Regions from separate parts of the Sus scrofa genome. Here region 2 is linked to region 1. Evidence: chromatin contacts called from public HiChIP or PLAC-seq data. All regions are on one chromosome and are shown on one strand. Each heading gives the region's core, a stretch centred on a gene start, on an enhancer-like site or on the middle of the called end of the contact. The rest is flanking DNA. Distances are from core to core; before and after follow the strand shown.

The links. HiChIP or PLAC-seq counts read pairs in DNA pulled down with a chosen protein or histone mark.
Region 2: an H3K27ac HiChIP or PLAC-seq map of skeletal muscle shows a contact between it and region 1. The contact joins the enhancer-like site here to the promoter of DENND4B in region 1. A contact is called at or near these places in 1 of 5 promoter capture datasets (liver), 4 of 47 Hi-C or Micro-C datasets (epiblast stem cells, fibroblasts, liver and 1 more) and 2 of 2 datasets of contacts at active chromatin or transcription factors (alveolar macrophages and skeletal muscle).

What each region holds. Positions count from the first base shown.
Region 1 is chr4:95,741,111-95,747,625 of Sscrofa11.1, forward strand. It overlaps DENND4B (DENN domain-containing protein 4B), which reads left to right and starts at 4,768. Exons shown (of 28, transcript XM_013997083.2): 1 at 4,768-5,542. CRTC2 (CREB-regulated transcription coactivator 2) reads left to right here. Exons shown (of 13, transcript XM_021089801.1): 9 at 1-133; 10 at 503-909; 11 at 2,754-3,023; 12 at 3,543-3,729; 13 at 3,861-4,520. The coding sequence ends at 4,081.
Region 2 is chr4:95,853,632-95,860,452 of Sscrofa11.1, forward strand. It overlaps GATAD2B (transcriptional repressor p66-beta), which reads left to right. Exons shown (of 11, transcript XM_021089804.1): 4 at 100-231; 5 at 724-855; 6 at 1,411-1,581; 7 at 2,111-2,423; 8 at 4,651-4,853; 9 at 6,040-6,150; 10 at 6,305-6,422. Among named protein-coding and RNA genes, the nearest start is that of SLC27A3, 47 kb to the right of the region's middle. Within about 2 kb of position 2,305, at least 1 of the 83 cell types and tissues checked has an H3K27ac peak or open chromatin away from gene starts, as enhancers often do. A contact at or near this core is called in skeletal muscle, where this site is marked.

The sequences.
Region 1 (6,515 bases), core at 3,518-6,017:
ACCCCCCTGGACCCAGAGGAGACTGCCTACCCCAGCCTGAGCGGGGGCAACAGTACCTCCAATTTGACCCACACCATGACCCACCTGGGCATCAGCGGGGGCCTGGGCCTAGGCCCGGGCTACGAGGCGCCAGGTGAGTGGCTGTCCTGGCTGCGCGGCCACGTGGAGCTGTCTGGCTGGAGGGATGAAGGGTGGGAGGCTTGAGCACCTGGGATTCTCCTGTGACTGCCCACTTGAGCCCCTCACCTGTGCCTATCCCCCCGCCCGGTCCCCACCCCTGGCAGTTTTCTGCCAGTGAGATCTGGTAGGTGTGGCTTTTCCTCAGAAGAAGATGGAGAGCAGCCCTCAAGCGGGCAGTGCCAACCTGACTGTCAGGGGCAGAGTAGGGAGGCCATTGTGTTGCCACCTCCATAGTCTGGTCACTGCTACCCATTCTGGGCAGAACGGGGCCCAGTTCCCATCAGTAATGTTGGCATCTCTGGTTTTTTGTCTGTGCCCACAGGACTTCATTCACCTCTCAGCCACCCATCCTTGCAGTCCTCCCTAAGCAATCCCAACCTCCAGGCTTCCCTGAGCAGCCCGCAGCCCCAGCTCCAGGGCTCCCACAGTCACCCCTCACTGCCTGCCTCCTCCTTAGCCCGCCACACACTGCCCACCGCCTCCCTGGGTCACCCCTCGCTCAGCGCCCCGGCCCTCTCCTCCTCCTCTTCCTCCTCTTCCGCTTCATCTCCGGTGCTGGGTGCCCCTCCTTACCCAGCTTCTACCCCCGGGGCCTCCCCCCGCCACCGCCGTGTGCCCCTCAGCCCCCTGAGTTTGCCCGCGGGCCCAGCCGACGCCAGAAGGTCCCAACAGCAACTGCCCAAACAGTTTTCGCCAACAATGTCACCCACCCTGTCTTCCATCACTCAGGTATGCGTGGCTGCCTTCCCTCCGTGTCTGTCCCCCTCCCCTCCCCTCTCCCTCCTCCGCCCTCCTCCCTGTCTGCCCTCCCCTCTGCCCTGCCCTCCCCTCCTCCCTCCCCCTGCTCCTGGGTTGTCCACCCCCCTCCCACTCCTCCTGCCTCTCCTTGCCCCCCCTTTTCATCTTGTCTCTCTGGGCTTGAGAGTGCACCCCCTGCGGTGAAGCTTTCTGATTTCAAATCTGAGCGCCCCCTCTTATTAGCCGTCTCCTGGGACAGTTATTTAACCTCTAGGAGCCTCAGCTTTCTCATCTGTGAAAGAAGGACCACGTCGTCAGACTCAGGGCCAGTCACATCTGTGACGCGCTCACATCCTGCCCCGCCCAGAGCTACTCTCGTCCTTTCCCTTCTCTCCCTTTTTTATTTCTGTTCTTCTTTTCTTGTCTGTCTTTTATTTTTTCCCCGCCTGTATCCTGTCCCATCCCCTCTCCCATCTCCCCTCGTTCTTTCCTAGATTTTTCTTTTCATTTTTCTTTATTTCTTTATTTCTTTTACTTTATGTTTTCCTTTTTTGGCTGCACCCGAGGCATGCAGAAGTTCTCGGGCCAGGGATCGAACCTGTGCAAGCCACAGCAGCGACCTGAGCCGCTGCAGTGACAACACTGGATCCTTAACCTGCTGTGCCACAGGAGAACTCCACGTATTTTTATTTTTATTTTACTTTTTACTTATTTATTTATTTTTGGCCATGCCCACGGCATGCGGAAGTTCCTGGGCCCGGATCGAACCTGTGCCACAGCAGTGACAACGCCAAATCCTTACCCACTAGGCCACCAGGGAACTCCTTTCATAGAGTCAGAGGCTGTCAGATCATGGAGCTTGGCCCCTTCATTTTACAGATGAGGAGGCTGGGGCCCAGAGGAAGAGTGATTTTCCTAGACTTACACAGCACGACAGGAAGAGTTAAGACCAGAACTAACGATTCTTGGTTTAGGGTTTAGCATTCTCAGCTCTCCCCTCCCTCCCATCCTTCTCTTCTGCTCTCTCTGCCCCCTTCTCCTTTCGCCCTAATGCTCCTCTTCCCCCTCCTCTACCCTTCTTTCCCCTCCTCCTTGATTGTTCTTCCCTGGAATGTATGTTCTATGTTCCATCTTTATGCAGGACCCCTTTTCTGTAGGAGAGACTAATGCCAGGCCAGCGGGCTCTTGTGTCTTAGAACCTGCAGTGAGTCTGTGTTCCCTCCTTCCTCTCGCTCTCCCTCTGGCCTCTCCAAGGCTTTAGAACAGCAGTTCTTAAGGTCACTGTTGTGTGGTCGGTCGCTTGTGAGTAGTTGGTTAGCAGTCGTAGTTAAAAGTACCAAGGTTTAGGAATAGTTGACTCCTGGAGTGGATTCAAAAGTATTCTTATGTTAACCTCACTGAGTCACTTGCATTCTGAGATTCCTTTTTTTTTTTGTCTTTTTAGGGCCGCACTTGCGGCATATGGAGGTTCCCAGGCTAGGGGTTGAATCGGAGGCCTAGCCGCCGGCCTACACCACAGCCACAGCAACACAGGATCCGAGCCTTGTCTGTTACCTACACCACAGTTCACGGCAATGCTGGATCCTTAATCCACTGAGCAAGGCCAGGGATCGAACCCGCAACCTCATGGTTCCTAGTCGATTCGTTTCCACTGTGCCACAATGGGAACTCCTGAGATGTATTTTTGGGTGGCACACTCCAGTGATGCCCAGTGTACATGATGGGGTTGGTGTTGAGGCTGGGCGCAGCTCAGCTGGCAGGAAGCCCTGACAAAGAGGTCCTCTTAGGGCTACATTGAGGGCTAAGCTCCCCGCTTTTTCCTTGCTTCTCTTCAGGGCGTCCCCCTGGACACCAGTAAGCTGCCCACTGACCAGCGGCTGCCTCCATACCCATACAGCCCCCCGAGTTTGGTTCTGCCCACCCAGCCTCCCACCCCAAAGCCTCTACAGCAGCCAGGGCTGCCATCTCAAGCCTGCTCAGTGCAGCCCTCGGGTGGGCAGCCCCCGGGCAGGCAGCTGCACTATGGCATGCTGTACCCACCCGGCTCCAGTGGGCATGGGCAGCAGTCTTACCACCGGCCAATGGGTGACTTCAGCCTGGGGAACGTGAGTACCCGGGGGGCCCTAGCTCAGAAGCGGGTGGGGGGAGCTGGAGGTGGGTCCAAAGAGCCTGAGCAGTGTCGCGGGGCCCTCTGAATTGGGAGATCTAGGTGGAGGAGATCCTTCTTCCTTCCCTGCCAGGTATTAGCCTCGCCAGCTTGGGGTTCCTCTCTTCCTGCGTTTGACCCCCACTCCCGCCCCTCTCCCCCAGCTACCTCCGTGCAGCTTGCTCTTTGATGACTACTGCTTTGACCCGTTGTCTTCCTGGCACATGCGTGCTCTGTCCCAGTAGGTACGGTGCCCACACCTACTTGGGGCCCCGTGCTCACTTCTGCTCACTTCTGTCGCTCTGCTTGTGCCCATCTCCCTCTGTCTCTGCTTTTGTTCCTGTGGTGGCGGGGGATGGGGTAGGGGTGTGTGTGAAGATCTCTGGGCCGGGGGATGTGTCAGCCGGGCTAGGCACAGGCAGGCAGGGGCACCCTCTTCTGAAGGCCTCCTCCTCAAGGCCTGTCTGTGTGTCCGTAGCTGGAGCCGTTCAGCATGGACAACCCATCCACCAGCCTGGCGCTGGATGCCTCTGGCTTTTCCGAAGGGCCTGGATTTTTAGGGGGTGAGGGGCCAGTGAGTGGCCCCCAGGAGCCCCACACCCTCAACCACCAGAACTTAACCCACTGTTCCCGCCATGGCTCAGGGCCCAACATCATCCTCACGGGTAAGAAATGTGGCTGGTAACAGGGGATGGAAGGAGGGCGTGACACATTGGGTGGCGCGGCAGGAGGCCAAGGGGACCTTGGAGGCGTTGACAGGGTGTGGGGTCCTCACCTGTCTGTTCTGCCCACACAGGAGAATCCTCCCCAGGTTTCTCTAAGGAGATTGCGGCAGCCTTGGCTGGAGTGCCTGGCTTCGAGGTGTCCACGGCTGGGCTGGAGCTGGGCCTGGGGCTGGAGGAGGAGCTGCGCATGGAGCCACTGGGCCTGGAGGGGCTCAACATGCTGAGCGACCCCTGTGCCCTGCTGCCCGACCCTGCTGTGGAGGACTCGTTCCGCAGTGACCGGCTGCAGTGAGGGCACCTGATCGCCATCCCTCTCCTCGGCCCTGTCCCCCGCCGTCACTGTCCCTTTTCTCCCTTCCCCCTGGCCAGTAGAGACTCCACTCTCTGCCCCCAGATCCTCTTTCTAACGTGAACGAGGGATCCTAAGAATGAGAAGAAGCAAGGGGTGTGTCCAGGTGGCCCCTAAATTCTGCACAAAGGGTGGGCCTAGGGGAGCTCAAGGGAGGGCCTGAAGCACTTGTAACTTTGAACCGTCTGTCTGGAGGTCAGAGCCTGTTGGAAAGCAGGGGGGTAGAGGGGAGCCCCGGAGGCAGGGCTTGTCCGGATGCCTAGGGGTGGGCAGTGCCAGCCCCTCCTCGCCACTCTTCCCCTTGCAATGGAGGAAAGAGCCAGAGTGGATATTATTTTTTATTAAATATATTATATGTTAATAAAAAAATCATATCAAACCCATGGTGTGGTTGGCTACTGTTTGGGATGCAACGGGGATCTAGGAGGTTCTTGGGGTGCAGGCCCTTTTGTCGGTTACGCGGTTTTGCATCTTGTCAATGCCATGTGGTTGGTGGAAGGTGCCCCCCAGCCTCAGAATTTGTACGCAGCATTGGATATGGAGGTCCAGGCTGGGTGTAGGCTCCTGTGGTAGGACGGATGTATGCCCTCTCATGTGACCAGGACCTTGCTGCAGCGGCATCAGAGGACAAGGACTCTGGCCAGACAAGCTACTGCTCTTCCTCAACCGTGAGGCCTGGCAGTGAGTTGGGAGGTGAGGAGGTGACTGCTGGCTGAGCTCTGGGTTCTGAACGTTTCTGGTACAATGACCCCAGCTTTCCCAGGAGGGTAGCTGGTCTCACTGCTAAGGCCCCCAAGGAGAGAGTATTTAAAAACTACCTGCACCAGGTAGGTCTCAGGTCGGCTCCCTCTTCTTTATGGTCCTTTAAGCCTAGAGGACCTGGAAGTTAGGTGTGGTACCAGCCTGTCTCGGACCCCATGCCTCTAGGTCTCAGGGAAGCCCATAAATCCCATTCCTGCCCCTTCACTAGGCACGAATTCACTCCGTGCTCTCCACTCTTCTCATTCATTCGCTGAGGCTTGCGTGCCAACTTTGTTTTGAGGACGTTGCCTTTTTCTGGCTTGGGTTGGAATCCTTCCCATCTGAGCTTCTGCTCTCCTCTCTTCCCCACACAGCAGTCAGGAGAGTAGGGCCCCTCCTTCGTTGCCCCCATCTCTGCTGCTTTTCCACACCCTGGCTTCTTCTCTTCCCCTTTCCAAAACTTGTCGTTTTCAGAAAAGAGAACTGAGAGATTCTGGCTTAGCCTGGAAGGGAATGTAGGAGGGACTGAACCTGGAAGTAGGGGGAGCCACCTGGGTCTCCAGAAACCAGGCTTTCAGGGCCTTCACCCAGGCAGGCAGACCTCATCTGACTAGGACCAAGGGCGGGACGGGAGCGCGCCCTGGACTTCAAGGGCCGCCTGGGGTCAGTGTCCTGCGGCTATGGCTGGCTGGTGGCAAGTCGCCTGCGTGCAAGGGGCCCTCCCAGCCGCCAGGGGTCGCGCTGCAGGCGGCCGGGCGCTGGGCAGGCGCTGCCAGGGTCACGGCCGCCGACCGGGGAGGGGGGTGGGGGGAGCGGCAGCGCCCGCAGCCCGGGAGGGGGGTGGGGGGAGCGGAGAAAGCGGGGCGCGCGGAGGAGCACCCGGCCCCCAGTGCAGCGGGAGCCGGGAGGACCGGGCAGCGCGAGCGAGCGGCGCGGCAGCACAGTCCCCGCGTGGCGCAGCTCGGCGGGGACGCTGGGAGCGCCCGGATCTCCCTCCACAGCGCCCCGCGCCCCGCCGCCCTCAGCCGCCTCTTCTTCCTTCACTCGCCGCTCCAGCGGGAGCGGCGCCCGAGTCGGGTGCGCCATGTCCGGGGCCGGGTAGCCCCGCCGCCCGCCGGCCCGCCAGCCCGCCCTCCGAGCCACCCGCCTGCGGGCCGGCCGGCCGGGGAGTCGCGGGGCAGGCAGGTAGGGGCTTGGCCGGGCGGGGCAGCGGGCGGGGAAGGAAGGGAGGGAGCGCCGGCCGGGCGGGGGCTCTCCCCCAGCTGTTCTTCGGCGCTGCACATCTGGTTCCGGTTCCTCTCTCCTGGGGAAGTGAAAGTGGAGGGGAGGGCGCATCCCGGAGTTAGCTAGCTGTGCCCAGGCGCCCTGCACCCCTCCTGCTCCCGCGGGTCCGGAGCCCGAGCACCCCTCCCTTCGGCTCGGGTCACGCGGCGGCCGGCGCTGCTGCCGTCACATCCCCGGCCGCCGGCGCGCCCGCTCCTCTCAACCCTCCCGCTCCCTCCTCAGCTTCCTCCCGCTCAGCGCGCCCTTTGCCCCAACCCAAACTTCCCGTCGCCCGGCTTGTGGGCCTTGGGACCCGGAGCAGCGCTCCCTGCCCCTTGCCTTCCGCAGGGAGAAAGGGTGCCTTCTGCAGGAC
Region 2 (6,821 bases), core at 1,055-3,554, 110 kb after region 1:
CTTGTGGAAGATGAAGGTTTTGGACCTAAAGGAAGAGGTGTTGCAGGAAAGGTCTCTGAGGATCTGCTACCATAGCTGATGTTCTCCATGTTTCCTCAGGGGAAAGGCATTGAGGAACGGCAGCAGCTCATCAAGCAGCTGAGGGATGAGCTGCGATTGGAAGAAGCCCGACTGGTGCTGTTAAAGAAACTGAGACAGAGTCAGCTACAAAAAGAAAATGTAGTCCAGAAGGTACTGTGCTTGAGAAATAAGGGACCTGCAGAAAGCAAAGAAAAACTGGTTTGAGAATGGTCTACCCCAGGTAGATTGAGCTGGGTGCCTTTTTTGTCTCTGGTTCTGTCTTTAGGAACAATTTTTTTTTCTTCTCTTTTGGCTGCCCCATGGCATATGGAGCTCCAGGGCCAGAGATCAGATCCAAGCCACACTTGTGGCCTATGCCACAGCTGCAGCAACTCCAGATCCTTAGCCCGCTATGCCAGGCTGGGAATCAAACATGTGTCCCAATGCTGCAGAAACGCCGCCAATCCCGTTGTGCCACAGCAGGAACTGTGGAATATTTTTTTATCTTGGGCCTTAATCAGGAAAACCTTGATTCTGTTTTACTCATTTCCCTTCTGGTCAACAAGAGCTTCAGACTGACAGGGAGTTTTGAAAGTCTAGAAGTGTACCAGATTTCTACCTCTGATTATTAGCATTTTTTCCACTGTCTCTCTTCTCTCTCAGACTCCAGTTGTACAGAATGCAGCGTCTATTGTGCAGCCATCTCCTGCCCATGTGGGACAACAAGGCCTGTCCAAGCTTCCCTCCCGGCCTGGGGCCCAAGGGGTTGAACCTCAGAATTTGAGAACATTACAGGTATGTGACCCATAGTGGGATCTTAGTGTCAGGGGGCCCTATTATCCTCTCTCTGTTTTAGGACTTTTGTGAAGATCATAGAAGAATTGGCCTTGATAGATGTGTTATTACTATAGATGGTCCTGTTGGACCTTTATGGCATGATTTAGTCCACAGTAGAAAGATGAATAACTTATTTTTCCATTGCAGTCTTTCTACACCGGTGCTTTCCAGCTTACCTCTTTTCCATATAGGTTTAAATAGCTTATACCAAAAAAAAAGCCAGGGACTTGTTACAGCGGTGATGTAGTTTGCAGCTCCTGCTTGGATTCCATCCCTGGCCCAGGAACTTCCATATGCATTGGGGGCAATTGCGGGGGTGGGGGGAAGGCCCGGGACTTTCTAGCCACTAATCAGGTTTTTGATGATGATGATTTTTCCCATAGTCCATTAGATGAAATTATTGTGTTTCTGTGTTTCCACTTAGCTATATGTTATAGGTAGTGTTTTCTCTTTGGCATTTTGTGGGGCATTTTACCACCTAGGACTGTATCTTTTCCTCTTCTTCCCCTTCAGGGTCACAGTGTCATCCGTTCAGCGACCAACACCACCCTCCCACACATGTTGATGTCTCAGCGTGTGATTGCACCAAACCCAGCCCAGCTACAGGGTCAGCGGGGCCCACCTAAGCCTGGCCTTGTACGCACTACAACACCCAATATGAATCCTGCTATCAATTACCAGCCGGTAAGAGGGAGCCCCAATGTGGAAACATAGCTGTCTTTTATTTACTTTCCTGGTTGAAAGAATCATAGATTTTAAGTTTTTTGGACATTGAGAAACTCTAAGACAACAAATTTTGTCCTAATTTTGGTGGGTTGACAGCAGTCCCAAAAAGTAGAAACATTGAGAAATTATATGACTATAGTAGTGGAGAAGAGAGCAGCAGAGCAGCAGTAAGCTAAAAGCTCTCTAGAAGAAAGAGATAAAAGAATCTAGGGAATAAGAAGCATAAGAATATATGACAAAACATTCCAAATCTTTATTTTTCTCTTAGCAATTTTAGTTCATAGCCACTATCTTTCTCCTTTCCTATGTGCCAGAGTCCTTTTTCACTGAAGTTGGATGCCTCATGTCTTTTTCTGAGCTTGAGGGGAGCTAAGTAGTTCACACTAGGATCAGGTAGTATTCCCTGCCTCAAAAGTAAGAATTGTTTTTTTCTCCCACATACGATTACTGACCCCTATACTCAGTCTGTCTCAATCTGTTTCAGCAGTCAAGTTCTTCTGTTCCCTGTCAGCGCACAACATCCTCTGCCATCTATATGAACCTTGCCTCCCATATCCAGCCAGGGACCGTGAACAGAGTGTCCTCACCACTTCCTAGCCCCAGCGCCATGACTGATGCTGCCAACTCACAGGCTGCAGCCAAATTGGCTCTTCGCAAACAGCTGGAAAAGACACTCCTGGAGATTCCACCCCCTAAACCACCTGCTCCCTTGCTTCATTTCCTGCCTAGTGCAGCCAATAGCGAGTTCATCTACATGGTAGGCTTGGAAGAAGTTGTACAGAGTGTCATCGACAGCCAAGGTAAAGCTGTTTTTTTCTGCTCAATCTTTTTATCTGAGTAGGCAGTTGCCACACCTGATTGATACAGGCAGAGTATCACAGGGCACTATGTAATACTGAATAATCTCTCCTTACTATTGCCAGACTATGTCCCATCCCTTATTCAGAGGCTCTTTGGGAGCACCATATCAAAAAGCTTTTTGTGTGTGTGTATATCTTAGGCTTAATGTTTTTATTGTGTGTATAGTGTAGCTTATCTATTTTTTGCAGTATATTCCTTAGTTCTTTTAAATGTGCCTAGCATGATGCATACATAATTTAAAGACTAGAACACCTTTTTCTTTTTCTTTTTTTGTCTTTTTGCCATTTCTAGGGCCTCTCCCATGGCATATGGAGATTCCCAGGCTAGGGGTCGAATCGGCGCTGTAGCTGCCGGCCTATACCAGAGCCACAGCAACGCGGGATCCGAGCCGCATCTGTGACCTACACCACAGCTCACGGCAACGCCGGATCCTTAACCCACTGAGCAAGGCCAGGGATCGAACCCGAAACGTCATGGTTCCTAGTTGGATTTGTTAACCACTGAGCCATGACGGGAACTCTTTTTTTTTTTTTTTTTTTTTTGCCACACCGTTGGGTGTGGAGGTTCCTGAGCCAGTAATTCAGATTGGAGCTGCAGCTGTGACCTATGGCATGGCTGTGGCAACACCAGATCCTTATCTTACTGCACCTGGCCAGGGATTGAACCTATGCTGCCACAGAGACAACACCAGATCCCTAACCTGCTGTAGCACAGCAGGAACTCCCAGAACATCTGTTTTTTGTTTTGTTTTGTCTCTTGTCTTTTTAGGGTCACACCTGCGGCATATGGAGGTTCCGAGGCCAATGGTCGAATCAGAGCTACAGCTGCCGGCCTACACCACAGCTCACAGCAACACCGGATCCTTAACCCATTGAGTGAGGCCAGGAATCGAACCCACAACCTTATGGTTACTGGTTGGGTTCGTTAACCACTGAGCTACGACAGGAACTCCCAGAACCCCTGTTTTTAATATCAGTGTTTATGTGGCATTGTGCTGTGTTATTCAGTCCCTGGTGTTTGAGTGCTTATAGTTAATAGACTGATAAAGATAACTATAACCACATAAAAGCTGTTAACCAACACTGAATCAAATTCTAAATTATTAACATCACATAGTCTATGCTAACAGAAGTTATTGAGCCTGAATTTCTAAACATAAAGACTTAGGGGAACACCTGACAGTAGAGGAGAGTGCCTAATGGGCCCAATATTGGTTATAAACAGATCAATGAATAATTCGGACACTGATAAGTAAAAATTATGAATGTATGTGATAGGGATAAGTAATAGTCTGAGGTAGAGACTCTAAGAAACAAAAGTTTTGGCTGAATTAGGTAGAGCCCTTCCATTCTGAATTGACTCGTATTTTCTTCCTAGCATTTTATCATAGGAAATCAGAAAACTTGGGTTCTTGTTCCAGCTTTGTCATTTAGGAGTTATGCTTCTTACATTTAGTTTCTTCATTTGTAAATGGAGATAGTACTAATTCCCTTAACTGCTGTTATCAAATGAAATAGAATTATTTTATAAATTATAGTCTCTCCTTTTTTTTTTTTGCTTTTTAGGGCTGCACTTGGTGGCATATGGAAGTTCCTAGGCTAGGGGTCAAATCTGAGCTACAACTGCTGGCCACTGCCACAGCAATTCGGGATCCAAGCCGCATCTGTGACCTACACTACAGCTCATGGCAACGCTGGATCCCCAACCCACTGAGCGAGGCCAGAGATCAAACCAGCATCCTCATGGATACTGGTTGGATTTGTTTTCACTGTGCCCACAAAGGGAACTCCTAGAGTCATTTTTTTTTTTTTGTCTTTTGTCCTTTTAGGGCCACGCCGGCAGTGTATGGAGGTTCCCAGTCTAATCGGAGCTGTTGCTACCTGCCACAGCCACAACCACAGCAACAGAATTCCCGTATTCTGAGCCGCGTCTGCGACCTACGCTGCAGCTCATGGATCCCCGACCCACTGAGCAAGGCCAGGAATCATACCTGCATCCTCATGGATACTAGTTGGATTTGTTTCCACTGTGCCACAATGGGAACTCCTAGAGTCACTTTCTTAATCAACAGAATAAACTTCTGGGAAAAGATCCATCTGATGAAGAGAAATAGGAGATAAAGAGGAAATATAAAAACCACTGATTATTCTTTTTGTTGGCATGTAGGGAAAAGCTGTGCCTCACTTCTGCGGGTCGAACCCTTTGTTTGTGCCCAGTGCCGCACAGATTTCACCCCTCACTGGAAGCAAGAAAAGAATGGTAAGATTCTATGTGAGCAATGTATGACCTCCAACCAGAAGAAAGCTCTAAAGGCAGAACACACCAACAGGCTGAAGAACGCTTTTGTTAAAGCCCTACAGCAGGAACAGGTAAGAATTCTGACTTCTTCTCACCTGCCCAGGTTGGGTTTTCTCAAAAGTTAGTTCCTTCTAGTTTAGAGGAGTCATCTGTATGATCCCCACAGTCCATGTGGTCTAGGTTTCTAGATCTAAGTTCCTAGAACCTGGAAGCCTGGATTCCTTTTTTCCTTCTTACTTTTCTACCTTTCTCCTTTCCATTTGACTATTTCTGATTGAGTAAGAACATAATGACATATAACGGCTGAGATTAAGAGAAAGGGACAAAAGACTTAAGGCTCTTGGCTTTCCCTAATAGCACTAAAGAAATTCCCGTATTCTTTGTTTTTGCTTTTTAGGGCTGCACTCTGGTTTATAAAGGTTCACAGGCTAGGGGTCAAATTGGAGCTGTAGTTGCCCACCTATGCCACAGCCATAGCAACTCCAGATCTGAGCCACGTCTGTGACCTACATTACAGCTCACAGCAGTGCCAGATCCTTAACCCACTAAGCGAGGCCGGGGATTGAACCCGCATTTTAATGGACACTAGTTGGGTTCGTTACCTCTGAGCCACAATGGGAACTCCAGAAATTCTTCTATTCTTGACTTCATTTCCTCAACAAATGGATTTTGGTGAGAGAGATTTATACTTGTACTAGAAATCTCTTTAAGAGAAGTAATTATCTGAAGTCCATTTTGTCAAGGAAATGGCAAAGGAAAGAATAAATTATCAAGTAGCCCAGGGAAGATGAGTGGTGTTAGAGTGCTTAAACTCTCCTATAGTATTAATAGAATGAGAACATCTGGGAGAGGGGAAGATGCGTTGGAAAGCTCAGATCCTTTTCCTCTATCTCATTTCCCACCCCACTACCCATCAGACCTCTTTGGATAGCATCATGAACATTCTGAAAAATGGATAAGCAGGAGTCAAAACCTCAGTAATCAGCCTTAATTCATTACATCGGTCAGCTCATTGCCACCACTCAGACTTCTCCAGCCACCTTCTGAGAGCCAGCTTTCCTGAAGAGAGGGATTCCTTAATGAAGCATGAAGGTTACTTGTACCCAGAGATCTTAGTGTACCTATCCCACCAAACTCTTTTGCCTTTTCCATATCCCTCCAACTAGCTGGCAGCATTAGAGATAAGAAGACCTCTAGGTTTTCTGGTTAGGAAATTGGGTGCTGTCCTCTCCAACCTGTCCTGATGACTCCCAACAGGAAATCGAACAGCGATTACAGCAGCAGGCAGCCCTCTCCCCCACTACGGCTCCAGCTGTGTCCAGTGTCAGTAAACAAGAGACCATAATGAGACATCATACACTTCGGCAGGTGAGGATTTCGCTTGAGGTTTTGTCAGCCTTTTATCCCAATTTGTCCTTTCTTCGCTGGGAACTCAATACCACTTTTCTGTACTCCCACATCTTTACCTCCCCCTTTCACCTTCTATCATGGCAAAGTTTCACCTGTTCCCTCATCATTGCAGGCTCCACAGCCCCAAAGCAGCCTCCAGCGTGGCATACCCACATCTGCCCGTTCCATGCTTTCCAACTTCGCACAGGCACCCCAGCTGTCTGTGCCAGGTGGCCTCCTTGGTATGCCAGGTAAGAAGGATTGACCTGAGAACTTTTCTCAGGGATTGACTAATTAGTATGCACTTCTTTAGCAGCCCCTTTAGGTGAGTTGTTCTTTCTTTTGTTTTCTGCTTTTTTTTAGGACCTACTTCCTTCACTCTTGTTTTTCAGCAGATGTTTTCAAATTCCATATTATATGCTAGGCACATTGCATTAGGGTTTTGGTGGTGAAAATGACACAGCGTGCCCATTTGGCAGGCATGTGGTTATTAATCTCCCCAGAATAGCAGAGCTAACTGTCCTGATCCTGTCTGAGTAACCCAGAGATGCTTCTTTACAGTCAGCAGCCCCAAACCAAAGCAGATTCGGTAATTCCCTTTCTGTCTTGATTGCTTTCCTCTCACCACTCTTTTATCTGACTCTTCTATA